2 separate regions of the Sus scrofa genome follow, and region 2 is linked to region 1. A link is a contact called in public Hi-C data. All regions are on one chromosome and are shown on one strand. The core of a region is the stretch at or near the end of the contact, and the rest is flanking DNA. Distances in the headings are between cores, read along the strand shown. Region 1 holds the start of ALDH1A2 (retinal dehydrogenase 2). Region 2 holds the start of LOC102160341 (a long non-coding RNA gene).

What was found. A called contact is a pair of places that touch in the nucleus more often than the background predicts.
Region 2: a Hi-C map of skeletal muscle shows a contact between it and region 1, with 4 times the contacts expected there. The contact joins the enhancer-like site here to the promoter of ALDH1A2 in region 1. A contact is called at or near these places in 6 of 47 Hi-C or Micro-C datasets (embryonic fibroblasts, epiblast stem cells, heart right ventricle and 3 more).

The regions. Positions count from the first base shown.
Region 1 is chr1:113,928,394-113,935,299 of Sscrofa11.1, forward strand. ALDH1A2 (retinal dehydrogenase 2) reads left to right here and starts at 4,329. Exons shown (of 14, transcript XM_021094606.1): 1 at 4,329-4,344; 2 at 4,982-5,171. The coding sequence starts at 5,055.
Region 2 is chr1:114,059,690-114,066,595 of Sscrofa11.1, forward strand. LOC102160341 (a long non-coding RNA gene) reads left to right here and starts at 6,686. Exons shown (of 5, transcript XR_002344711.1): 1 at 6,686-6,906. Within about 2 kb of position 3,127, at least 8 of the 83 cell types and tissues checked have an H3K27ac peak or open chromatin away from gene starts, as enhancers often do. A contact at or near this core is called in skeletal muscle, where this site is marked.

The sequences.
Region 1 (6,906 bases), core at 3,079-5,578:
ATCTATTCCCTGCAACCATAAATACTGTTTTTCATAGAACATAGTGACCAGAGGCTACATCAGGCATGGAGACTTAATATGTAGAGAATTTTTATGGTTAATAAATGCCACAATCTCAGCCTCTTTTCTTCTAGATATTGGAAGGGAAATAATAATTAAGTGAGCATTTATATCCCAAATAAAAAGTTAACAGTCACATTAAATAAAAAGTATAAGTGAATTTATTTTATAAGCATTTTCATAATGGGTCTAAAATACTTCATTAAGCCTTTCTGGATAAAAATATGTAAAGCTCTTTATAAGCTGTTGTTAATATATTAAATACCATTTCTTTATAAATATACCTTCCATTAAGTTTTCCTGTTAGAGTTTTCAGGAAACATTTCAAATAAAGTAGTCAGGCATATCCCACTGGAGGTGAAAGAGAGCGTTAGGAAACACTTATATCTGAAATAAGCACTGAGATAATTCTACATACAGCCCAAGGGCCCTCATTTTTAAAATATTTCACGATCCAGCATTGCCGTGAGCTGTGGTGTAGGTTGCAGACGCGGCTCGGATCCTGCGTTGCTGTGGCTCTGGCATAGGCTGGCGGCCACAGCTCCGATTAGACCCCTAGCCTGGGAACCTCCATATGCCACGGGAGCGGCCCAAGAAATAACAAAAAGACAAAAAAAATAAATAAATAAAATAAAATAAAATAAAATATTTCAAACACTATGCTCCTTTCAAAGCATTAGACTTAGCAACATCTGAGGAACTGATTCTAATTAATCCAGAAGAAGGAAATGCTATAATGTGTGATTTATTTTTCACAGATAAATTAAAATGCAAGTGTATCTGTTCAAAAAGATAGGCTATCATCATGGTTAGTGATGGGGCAGGAAGGCAGCTAAGCAGGGCCACCCGAGGCTGAAGAGCCCCTGAACGTGGAAGGTTGAAGTTCAAGATGGACATTCGGTTATGGTCAAAACCCAAAGCGTTCCTTCATTGGAAGGAATCTTTGTGTACCACTTAGTTTCCCTCATTGATTTCTAAAACACACTTCTTGAGTGAATAAATATTTTCCCCCTCTTAACTGCAGTCTGAAAAGAAGCCTTAATTGGTATGGTTTTATATCTTAAAGTCAAGCTTCACATAAAGCTGATACCTGCAAATTACAAGTTTGCATCCTACTGTTTAGGTGAGGAAATATGAGGCAAGAATTTATTTTTCTCCTCTTCAACTCCAGGATATTGGCTCCACTAGGCCTAATAAATTGTTTTCACAAGGAAATGAATAAAGCATGCTGTAGCTTACATTTCCTTGTGCAGGGGGTTTTAAACGAGATGTATCCTAAACAATAAATAATTACAGGTGTGGGAGATGAGGGATGGAAACATTATAAGGGTGGTAAAAGAAATATTTCTTAACCAAATCAGGGAAAAGATTGAAATTCAAAATGTTAGCAACCTGAAGACAATTAAAAACTTCCAATATAAGTATTATGAAATCTATGGAGAAAATGACAGGGCAATAAAACAAGATATTAAAAGAAACAGAAGAGGAGGAAAGAATAAGAATGTGAGAAGAGATGTTAAGGCAGCCTTAAAAGTAAGCAACAGCAGAAAAAATTCTTCTAATGGAAACCAAGAAGCCTGCAGTAGTTATAATTTTCTTTTCTACTAAATCTTGCCCCCCCATCTTGAATTAAAGAGTTGGACAAAAAAATGGCCACAATCTTGAGCTGAAGATAGAGGGAAAAGATGATGATTACACACAAAAAAAAATCTTAAAAATATATGAACAGAAAAATTTATAGTAAAAAATGAGGAGTTCCCATTGTGGCACAGTGGAAACGAATCTGACTAGTAACCATGAAGTTGCGGGTTTGATCCCACCCTAGCTCAGTGGGTTAAGGATCCAGCATTGCCATGAGCTGTGGTGTAGGTCGCAGACTCAGCTCAGATCCCGCATTGCTGTGACTGTGGTGTAGGCCAGCGGCTGCAGCTCCGATTCGACCCCTAGCCTGGGAACCTCCACATGCCTTGGATGCGGCCGTAAAAAGAAAGAAAAAAAAAAAAAAAAGGAAAAGCAAAACCAAAACATCAGAATGATAGGATGCTCTCCTATCAGAGAACATAGGAAAGTTACCTTCATTTACAGTTGAAGTGGTCAACTGTACTCTAGGGAATGGATTTTGTCTTTTGCTCAAATCACTCAACAAAAATTCTTATTAAATAGGTACTATGTGCTCCACACTGTTTTAGAAACTGAGAAAGGCGCATGCACACTCAAGACACAGACAAAATAGATAACACATCCCTGTGTTGATCACTTTACTGCCTAGTTAGAGAGTAAATCTTACACAAAAGAAGCCTTCAGGGAACAATTCAAACTAGTCTGCCATATGTCACTGTACTAGATTTTTTTGGAGATGTTTAGGAGAAGAAGCCAAGAGATCCTTCCTTTCTTTCCTGAATAAGAAGAAAATCTCTTTATTGCTCTTCCTCACTGTGAAACAAATGCTAGCAATTCCATCATCTTGTTCCTTCCAGCCATGGTAAGGGAACTGAAGTCAGCACACCAGAAGTGGGTCAAGGGTGAACACCTCTGTCTTATGCTTTGTGAAGAATATAAACCAATTGTTTCTGGTTTATGGTAGTCTTTCTTGACAATATTATCAGTTTATACAGATTTCTCTTTACTCTTTCTCAAAATCTTTTGATGACGTGTCCTTCTCAGTGTTTCAAGAATTAAGGCCCTTACAACCTTGAGTTGCAGATGAGCCTTTTCACCCTCATCTGCTTCTCCTCCAGCACCACTGATGCCCCCTAAAAGCATTTTCACATCTCTACGCCTTTGCTCTTGTGGACTCTTATGGCTATATTGTCCTTCTCTCCTTCGTTGAAACCTGATCTTTTAAGGCTCAGGTCCAAGGTCAGCTTCCCTAGAGAGCTGGCCTCTTCCTTGGTGGGGCACCCAGATGGTGTTGTTGATGCTCTTGTGTAACTTTTCCCCATAGTGTATCATAGTCATTGATCTAACTCTGTGGGGAAGGGATTTTAAGCTCACTAGCAGCAAGAGCTGTCCATCTGGTTTGTAACCCAGTCTCTAGCACTACAGCTTGCATTGGAAGGTGCTCAAAACATGTTTGTAGAATTGTTCCACAAGCATCCTGATTTCCTTTGCTACTGCCTTCTCCCTTGCTCCTCAACTGAACTAACCTTAAATTTCTCAGTTATATCACTAACTCCCTAAGGTTTTCATCTATTTCATGAACATGTACTGTCATTAAGGCATAATTTTTGGCCATAGAGATCCCCTGTGAATTGACATCTTGCAACGGCCTAAGATAAGGTCCATAGTTCCTCAAAAACAAAAATCCAATTCACTCTGGTAACCTTGTGTAGATACTCTGGGTTCTGAGATACCAGAAGTTATTTCTTTAGCTCTAATACTAAAACAAGATTTTTTTTGTCTGTTTCTACTGTTGTTTAGTATTCAAACACTGGGCATAAAAGCAGTTTTTAGTTACTGAAAGTATCTTTTCTGGTTTACACTTAACACTAAAGAAAAGGGGTTCTGGGAGTTTCCTGGTGGCTCAGTGGGTTAAGGATCTGGCATTGTCACTGCTGTGGCTCTGGTTACAGTTGTGGGCTTGCTCCATTCCTGCCTGGGAACTTCCCCAAGCCAGAAGCAAGGCCAAAAAAAGGGGGGATGGGAGTTCTAAGAGTTCTAAAAACAGCATTTAAGATAAGAATCAATAGGCCTCTGTCAAGCTTACACTGAGAGAAGGGGAAGTGACCTATAAAGGTCTTTTCATCTGGACCCCGGATTTAGCCACTGAGCCAGAAGTCCAATATGATGTGAGGTCCTCTGTGTTCTTGATCTGGACCTATATGCTGACCTCTAGCATTCCACAAACTATAAGACCTGTTGGAGCACTGAAATGCTTAAATTAGGGGTAGCATTATAGATATGGAGCTCATCTCGAAGGGGCAATTAAATGAGGAGCCCATTATAGGTGCTGGAGTGAAGAACAACAGAAAAGCAAAACTGGGGTACCCTTGCGTGTCCTGGAGTGATGAGAGTAAGTGCTGAACCAGGGATCCAAGTGAAACCATGAGGGACCAATGCAATCTCCAACTCTCTCAGAGCAGCGGTGGAGGACCAAAGCTCCATCCTCCTGACGCAGCCCAGACCGCCGGGGGCGGTCCCAGCCAGCAGAGGGCAGCAGCTGGGCAGGAGAGTCCTGGCAAGGGCAGCGCGGCGTCGACCGGCTCCAGGGGATATACTCATTTTCAATGTGGGGCGAGGGATTTTTGCGTATCACAACCCGTCGGGCCCCGTTTCGGGGACCGGGTATGTGCGGGGACAGGGGTCGATGCGGAGCACCCGACGCCCCTGGCCAGGGAAGGAGAACGGAGGGGGTCCCGCGGGTACCCAGGAGAGAGGGGAGCTGGGATTCCGCGGCCCTGGGCGGGAACGGACCTCCGCGGCCGCTGCAGCGTCGCTCGCCCCATCCTCGGCCGGCCCCTCTCAGCTCCCCGGGCTTCTCTCACTGGCACGGCGCCCAACTCTCGGGGCCGCGTCAGTGCCGGGCCGCTCGGGTCCCCCTCCAGTCCCCGCTCCGCTTCCGGGGCCACGACTGGTACCCGATATCTGCCAAGGTGTGCCTCTCGCCAACGCTGTCCCGGCCAGGGCGAGCTCTGGCTGGCTGGCTGAGTTCCTCAGGGCAGCGGCGCGCGTTTTCGATCCCGCCGTCGAGGACAGCGGCGGCATCGTGGGCGTGAGCCAGTCCCCGCGGTCGGGGGGAGGACGGGGGCGCCAGACGCACTTGACCGTGGGCCACCAGCTTCCCGGCCGCGCAGCGCGGGCGGCGGGCTTTATGTAAATCGGGGCTGAGCCCAGGCGTCCTAGGTAGGATGGACCAGCCCCCCGCGCCTCTGCCCTCACGTCCAATAAGAAGAGCCCCAGCTTGACACCTGCCTATATACAGGCGAGCGCGCCCCCGGCCCGCGGACCGCGCGCACAGCCCACGCCGCGGGTAAGCGAGACCTCGGCCCGCTTCCATGACTTCCAGTAAGATCGAGATGCCCGGCGAGGTGAAGGCCGACCCCGCCGCCCTCATGGCGTCCCTGCACCTTCTGCCGTCGCCCACGCCCAACCTCGAGATCAAGTACACCAAGGTAAGGCTCCGCAAGGGCCTGCCGTCCACGGAGACTTTCTGGAATCTTCTTTCTTCTCCGTGGTCTCTTGGAGAGGGCGGCGCGACGGGGTCGGGAGCCGGGGTCTCCCCGGCCAGGCTGTCGTCCTCGCGCAGCATTAGGGACACTCTGACCTCAGGGTTGGGGTTTCTGGAGTCCTTCGGGGTCTTGGGCGCCTCGGGGACCCGCCCCAGCCTTTCTCGAGGTTCTGAGGGTCAACGGCTCTTTCCCAAACCGCATCTGCCCCCGCCTTCTGGTCCGATTCTTCGGGTGGGTTCCTATTGCTGCGGGAAAGGCGTCGGCTTTGACTCCTCTAACTGGGAAGAAGCGTTCCTCGCCAGGTTGGCCATGCAGTCTGGCAGTCGGTCTCTTCTCAGCGGTTTGCCTTCAGGGGCCGGTCGGGTTCTCTGCAGCCCGCTCGGTGCGCTGCGAGCGGCTTTCCCGTAGGATCGTCCAAGGCACGCAGCGCTCTGGCCGCTTTTGTAGATATCGTGGAAACCTGGCTGCTGAATACCGTAGATCCAATGTCAGCATTTCATTCAAATTTTGTAGGCTGTGGCAGTTTTCCTGGAAAACTTGAGACGTCTTTAAATTTGTGCAAATTAACGGGTTCGCTTTTGAACTGATTTTTTTTTTTTTTTTTTTTTTTAATAACGAACTCTGGCATCTTCGTTTGGCCAAGCAGGAATTTTTTGTTGTTGCACAGCATAAAAAAGAAATGCGTTCGCCACCTTCATGTAATTAGAATTTGCTTTCCACAAATTCGACATGGAAAAAATGTATTAATTACACACTCTGTGGGATTATGTTATGGCATTAGGGTGGGAGAGGAAGAAATAGATTCGATTTAGAGTAATGTTTCTTGGAATTCCTTTTATAATTGTTTTGTTTGATTTTCTATTCCTTTCAGTTGATTTCTACTCCAGACCTAGTCCTATCAACTTAAACACATACTGCTCACACACAATACAGTTAAAATTGTTTTCCGTCATACATATTACGAGATAAACTAAATATTGTCAATAAGTAAATTGTTTGGTTCTGGCTTAATGCTTGAAAGGGATATTTTTAAAAAATCTATCAGAATATTGAAATTTTACCTGCTGAGTTTTAGGATAAAAATCAAGGTGGTTCGTGTTTTGAATGCCAATTTAGATGGATTTAATGTACCTGTTAGCTTTTTTAGATGGTGTGACAAATTTTTGAAAGCCATTTTAATGAGAGGTCGTTAATGGTTACAACCATTTAAGCATTGTTTGCATAACAATGGTGCCAATGTGTGGCACTTCTCCGCTTTTAGGAACAAGCAGGGAAAGCATGCAGCATAAGAGTTTTGTTTTATGAGGGTCCCTAACCTCTCCAGGCTCTTTAAATAAGACCTTTAAATAAGGTCTTAAGATGCAAGATCCGTGCGGAAGAGAGGACCTCAGATTTGATTTTAGTCGTACTTCGGTTTGGATTTTCTTTAAAGCCCCTGAAAGGAGTTTTAGGTATGCAGTAGGTATCTCGGAATTTAATTTGGAAGCTCTTCCAGTTCTTTTTTTCTCTGACAACCCCCACTTTCTTTTTTCTCTTGTTCTCCCCCAGTAGGAAAGACAACTGATTTATAGCTAATTGAAGCCTTTAATGTGGAGTCTTCCAGCTCAGGGAGACTTATCCAGTATCCACTTTCCCACTTATTACAAAGAAAAACAATCAGAAATGAAATAATGGATTG
Region 2 (6,906 bases), core at 1,877-4,376, 130 kb after region 1:
TTCTCTCAAGTGCCCTTTATGTGCCAGACACCAAGGCTAGGGATTATAGTTTTACAGACTAACACATACTTCCCACAGCAAAGAAGCCCTGAGGAAGAATGACAGGTATTCAATGATTACAGTACTGTTGGATCATTCAAACACAGTGCAATCCATATGTAGAAGAAGAATTCATGAGTTGGACCTTGCAGAGAAGTTCTTTAGGTAAGGAAGGTTGAAGAACATCTTCCCCCCCCCTCCCAAATATTAAAAACACAGATATTGAGAGAGGAAATGTTATGCATGGGCAATAGTCAGTGGGTCTGGAATACAGGACTGTGAGATGTGCATCGCCTGAGGCTGCAGGTCCTAGCAGTGTTTGTGTTCTTAAGGGTCGTAGCTCATGTTCAGAATTTAGACATGATGCTTCAAGGGATTATGTAGCCTTTGAAGGATAAGATTTCTGATGGCAGAATTGAGGAAGGGATGAGACTGGAGGCATAGAGAGCAGGTAGAAGCCATGACAAAGTCCAGGTGAGTGGCAATAGGCACCTGAACTAAAACAGTGACAGGATGGAGAGAAGTCAGAGGTGAGAGCTCTTTGGGGGATGCCTTTGACAGGCTGATTGACCAAATAGACTTCAGGTTAGGAGGCAAGATGGAAAATAAGTGACCTGAGTGTTGACACTGCTACAACTTGCCTTCTCTCCTCTCTCCAAGCCACATGTTGTCCTTATCATCTTAGATCTCTTTCCTGTTCTCTTGCTCCTACTTGTTTTTATACTCATCCACTAAGAACTGAAATATCACCACCACTGTCCATATGGATCCCCCTCACCATGAGCTATCTTTCAAATTACAAGAGCTCAGGCTACAAACAGAGACTCGTGAGGCAGTGGGTCCCTGGTGCTCCTCATTTCACAGTCATAAAAATAGCAATAGGGGAGTGACCATCGTGGTGCAGGGTAAACAAATATGACTAGGAACCATGAGGTTGCAGGTTCAATCCCTGGCCTTGCTCAGTGGGTTAAGGATCTAATGTTGCCATGAGCCATGGTGTAAGTTGCAGACGTGGCTTGGATCCTGTGTTGCTGTGGCTGTGGTGTAGGCTGGCAGCTGCAGCTCTGATTTGACCCCTGGCTTGGGAAATTCCTTATGCCACATGTGTGGCCCTAAAAAGCAAAAATAAATAAATAAACAAATAAATAAATAATAACATGCACATTTGCATCTTGCTTCAAAGGTCCTCATGTTTTTTTCATAGCTGTACCTGCCTTGAGTCTTATAACCATCCTGTCTGTAGGTAAGACAAGTCTTATTGTTCCCATATCAGGGAGGAAGATACCAAGGCTGTGTCCACAGCCCACTCCCAGGGAAGCAATGTGGAGAAGCCTGGGAAGCTTGTCCCAACAATCCCAGGCTGAGCTCCTACCTTTTGCCTCTGTGCCATTAGGCTTCTCAAAGTCTCAAATTCTTTCTTGGAAAATGGGGACAACAAAAGTACCTCTCCTGGGATCACTGTACAGGTCAAAGGAAATCATGCATGTAAAGTAGTTGGCACAGACCTGGTGACATCCCCGTGAATGTCAGCTCTTGCTTTCCTGCTCATCTAGCTCCAAGTTGCAGCTCATTCTCCTCTGCCACAGTGTCTCCCAGTCCTGGGAGGGGAGACTTCATTTTTCAGAAGTTTGCAATTTACCACTGGATAAATCTGCTTGCTGACAAAGAAAAAACACACAAAGGAAACATGACCACCTCACTGGGCCTACTATATCTTTTAATAGCCACAACTCATGCCCTGAAGTTTTATCAAATACAAAAAAGATAATGACAATGGAGAGCTGTTAATTTTTTAAAGACCCACTTGCAGTCCTCAAAAGATCTTCCTGTAGTTACAGGAAGTGTGAGTTTGACAGAGTAAAAGTCAACTTGTCTTTGTGTCTTATAAGAGAACCAGCTACTGGCTTGGGTGGGGTTTTGAGCTTGTCCTGCTTGGCTTCAGAAGAAGCTATAACACCCTTTGGAGCCATTAGGGTATTCCTGAGATGCTGGCAACACTGGGCACCTGCATTGCTGACAAGGCCAAAGGACCAAGCAGTGTGTCCCCCATGCAGACACTTAACAGTTTGAAGTCTCTCTTAAGAAAAAGGTCTCCAGTTCCCATGTCAGGATCTTTGTCCATCTCCGGTGACTTTGCTACACACTTGTACCCAGTGCCAGTGATCCATAGTGAACAATATAAAGATGGTAGGGGGCAGGGATGTGGACAAGAATGTTGGTATATTATTTGGGGGCGTGATGGGGAAGGATAATGTAAGGAAAACAATTCAGGAAGAAAGGAAGAAGACTTCCATTCTGCTGGGTGGAATAAATGTTTGAGCAGCATTCTGTCCAGCTGGGGAAAGGCCAAGACTAATTTAACCTTTGGTCAAATGGTTGGGAGTTAGCTAGTTTCCTTTTTCCTCTTACATCACTCCCAGAGATTCAGACAAAAATAACATGGTCCCGATTACATGACATTATGGGCTCTGAAAATACACTAGGGAGGATAGTGTTGAAACCCCTCTGAGACAAATTAATCCTAGCAAGGCAACAGCTGTAAGATTGATACAAACAGAAGAAACAACAGCATATTGGTTCCAGGCCTATTTAAGAGTTGATTTTAATCCAAGCAATTAAAAAAAAGGGTTAAGAGCACTAATTTGAGAGCATTTCTATTACTTTAAGATGGTGCTTTATGAAATACTCATCAATCCTCCATGTGTTACCGTCTGCTGTTTGGCTCACTTTTGGATTTAATTCCTAAATTTGATTTTTTCAATCCTTATTGTGTAAAATTAATGTTAATGTAGTGAGAAAAAGATGACTTCTGCTGCAGCAGAGCATTAGTATCCTCCTATGGGGCAGCCAAGGTGTGAGAATCACTGCTGTCCTAGGCCCACACTTGGCTCTCAGAGGCTGGGCACCTGCCCCTCCTCCCTGGGCTGATTGAATTCAAAGTGGACACTTGAGCATTTCCTGAAAGCACAGCCTGAAGCCCCTGGAGGACAATCTGCAGAACTTGTATGCACCATTAACACTCAAAAATCAAAATATTTCCTCTCCCTGGGACACAGCAGCCCTCCCCATACTCACCCGCTTTGCAATTGGGCATTGCTTGGAGACCCAGTATGAACCCCAGAATAGAAATCTCACAGCTGGATCTGAACTTAACTGAAAGGAACACACTTGTAGGAGAAGAGGAAATTTTTGTAATGGTTATGAGCATGGTCTCTGTTCCCAGACTTCCTGAATCCAAATTCAGCTCAGCCCATTGCTACTTGTATGACTATGGAAAGGACTCCCACCCACCTCTGTGCCTCAGTGCCCTCATCTGGGAAATGGAGGTAAGAATAGCATCTGTATTATAGGGTGGCAGGGAGAATGAATGATGATGTTTAGGAAGTACTCAGCACAGCCTGACAATGGAGCTGCTACCATTGTCAGAACCACAATCAATTTGGAGGTATTAGCAAACTCCTGGAAAACCAGAAATTGAGCAGCAGCTAGTCCTCATGAAGTAATCTTCAGAAATGAGCTAATTTCTAACCCTTCTAATCATATAAGCAAGGACTGCCAGGACAGCAGCCACAGAATCAGTAAAAAAAGGTCGAACTGCCAAGCCCAGCAAGTGAGCTGAGGAGATGTAGGTCTTCTCCTGGAGCCAAGGAGAGTGGTGTGGGCTCTGCTAGGGTGGGAGTAGGAGGTGGTTATTGGGAAAGAGAGAGAACTTATCAAAAAATGGAAGGCAGAAGTCCCAACACAGCAGGCAGTGTTTTGAACTTGGGGACTATTGTTTCCATATTTGCTCACTCACACACTCATCCATTTACCCATCCCTCCATCCTTCCATCCCTCCATCCCTTCATTCAACAGTTCTCCATTCACTCTGTGCCTGGCAGGCACTGTGCTAAGATCTGTTTATACAGAACAGGCATTTAATAGATCTTACAGCCTGATGGCAGAGAGACATCTAAAACACAATCACACATATAACTATTTAATTTTAAATTGTGCCATTTGTATAGTTTATTTCAAAAATGGGGGGCTATGATAGGAAATAGTGGGGGGCATACTTGAGGTTGGGGTTCAAGGGGTGCCTTATTAATGAGTGGACAGAATGATCTCAGGTGGCTGGAGATTTGAACTTGTGCCTCCTGATGTCTTAGGTCAGCAAGCTCATCCCTTCAACTCTGACCTCCTTGACTTTGGCCATGGAAGCTACCCCCTCTCCTGCCTCTGCAACAATATCCCCGATATTTAGTGCCACCCTGGGATTCAGCATTAAATTAGCACAAGGCTTTCATTATCTACATGCAGAAACTCAGGATCTGGCTAGGGTTGGGATTGCTTGTCCATTGTCAAGGTTGGGTCTGGAACCGGGACACCTGAGCCTAAAGGTCCCCACCTCCCCACTGTGATTCAGCTCACACCCTAAACCCTCTGACCTCTGACTTCTTCCCAAGGAAAGAATGATGGAAGGCAAATGTCTCCTAGAGAAATTCATTTTGAGGAAGCACCATCGTTAGGGGGAAACCCAGTTCCTTCTTGGAGACCCTTGATGTAATCTGAGGGCCCTCTAGGATCCCACAATTAATAAGTAATAAAAAATGCAGTATTAAAAATAAGCTATTACAGGGTGTGTTAAAGCTATAACTTTCAGAATGATAATCACCACTTCTTGGTTTGCTGTGTTTATATTCTATCTGGCCTGGCTTCCAGGTTGCTCTACCCCAGAGGGAACATATTTCTGAATGTTCTGACTCGTCTGTAGACCTTTTTGCTAGCACAGCACATAACTAGCAGGATTTCAACCCAGATCTTTTGACTCTAAGCCCAGTGCTTTTCAACTCCAACATGTAAGGTTAGTAACAAATTTGGTTTGGGATACATGGGGGCCACAGAAATGGTGAATGTTTCAAGTGATTTCCCACAGGCAAATGGACACAGGCAGATGGTCACTAATTTATCCAGCAAACATTTGCTGAATGCCAACAAGTCAGGCCCTGTGGATTTCCTGGTGGATAAGACCAATTCAAGTCCCACCCTCATGGAACGAATAATTGTCCCGGAAATTCATGCAATAAGCACATGACTACCCAGATAATGATTAATGACAACAGTTCTGAGTACTGGTTGGGTTTGTACAGGGAGGGCACAATTGAACTTAACAAACTGCCCTCCAAACCAAGTCTTATTTTAGTCCTAGCCATCTGGGAAAATAGCACATCCACCCCCGACCCTTGTGCGGGAGCCAGTAACCCAGGAGTCCTCCTCATACCTTCTCAGTCCCCATTGCCAACCCCACAACATATCCCCCACCCCGATTGTGCTCTTAAGCGCCTTTCAGAATTTTGCACCTCTATCTTCACTGCCATTATCTCCACTAGCACTGTCATCTCTTGCAGTACCCCTGCTGGGTCTGCCCCCAACCCAGGGCCCCTGAAGCCCATTCTACACAGTGCAGCCATGTTGCAGATCACATTCAGTGATCTTCTGAAAGGAAAAACTTGTCATGCCACCCTTAGCCTCACTGCTATTCCTCCACCTTTCTACACCTCCACCCCATCCCTCATTGAAAACCTCAGTTTCTCTTGACTCTTAGAATCAGGACATGCTTCAGAGTATATCCTATAAAGTTCTGATATTCTGCCTTTTTCCTTTCCCCAAACTCCTACTGAAGCACATCCCTCATTCTCTGCCCAAGCAACCCCAGCCCTCTTTCAATCCCTAATATGTGCTTTGCTTTCTCCTAAAAATCACTTCTCCATGGTGGAATGCTCACACATCTCTTCTCCCTCATTGCCCTCCCTTGCATCCATCCAGTAATGAGTTCCTAGATCTTGTCACTCCTATGCCTACCAACCTGATTGTCTGCTCCCACAGGCTCCATAAGAGACAAGTTTGTCTTGGCTCATAATTATATCTGTGGCATCTGGGCCAGGGCATACTATAGAGCAAGGAAGTAAGTAACAAATGAGTGAATGAATGAACAAAAAACTCCCTGAGGAACTTTGAGCTGAGAAGTAAAATGCCAGCAGAAGCCAGTGAGGTAAAGGAACTGGGAAGGAAGTAACATCCCAGTCTAAAGGAAAAGCATGCCATGGAGAGGAACTGGAATGGACCCTCCTTCACTTTCTAGGAAGAAAAGATATGAAAATAGTCCCTTCCATCCTGAATAGGCCAGAGAAATGCAGTCTCAGCTAATGCACTGATAGGGGTTGAGGCAAGGGCCTTCTTGTAATGAACATAGTTCAGGTAGGAGACAAATATACTTACGGCATTAAAAAAAAGGGGGGGTTATTTTCACAAGGTCAGAGTCATAGAAATAGAAAAACGGATTTTCTTCATAGACTAGACTGTGGCATCCTCAGGAAAAAAACTGATTTCCACAGTGGCACATGCTTGCAGGTGATTGAGGAAGAAACCAGTGATGAGCATCCCCCAGGGATAAAGACCAAACTACAGAGGAAGCAATCATGGGGCTCTTCCTCTCCTGACAGGGAGAAGCCTGGGAGGAGGAATGGCCCATTAGCCTTTCCCAGTGCCTAAGCCAGGGACACAGTGGTCTCTTGAGAGGGGTGAGTGTTCTAAGGAAAGGCTTAGTCGGCTAGAGCTGCCATAACAAAAATATCATAGACTGAGTGGCTTACACAACATTTATTTTTCACAATTCTGGAGGCTAGAAGTCCCAGGTCAAGGTACAAAGAGATTCAGGGCCTGATAAGGGCCCCCTTCCTGGGGTATAGACAGCCCCTTTCTTACCGTGACTTTGTATGGCCTTTCCTTGGCGTGTGTGTGCACATGGAGAGGAAGCTCTGGTGTCTTTCCCTCTTCTTCTCAGGGCACTGATCCTATTACGGGGACCCTAGCCTTATGACCTCCAAA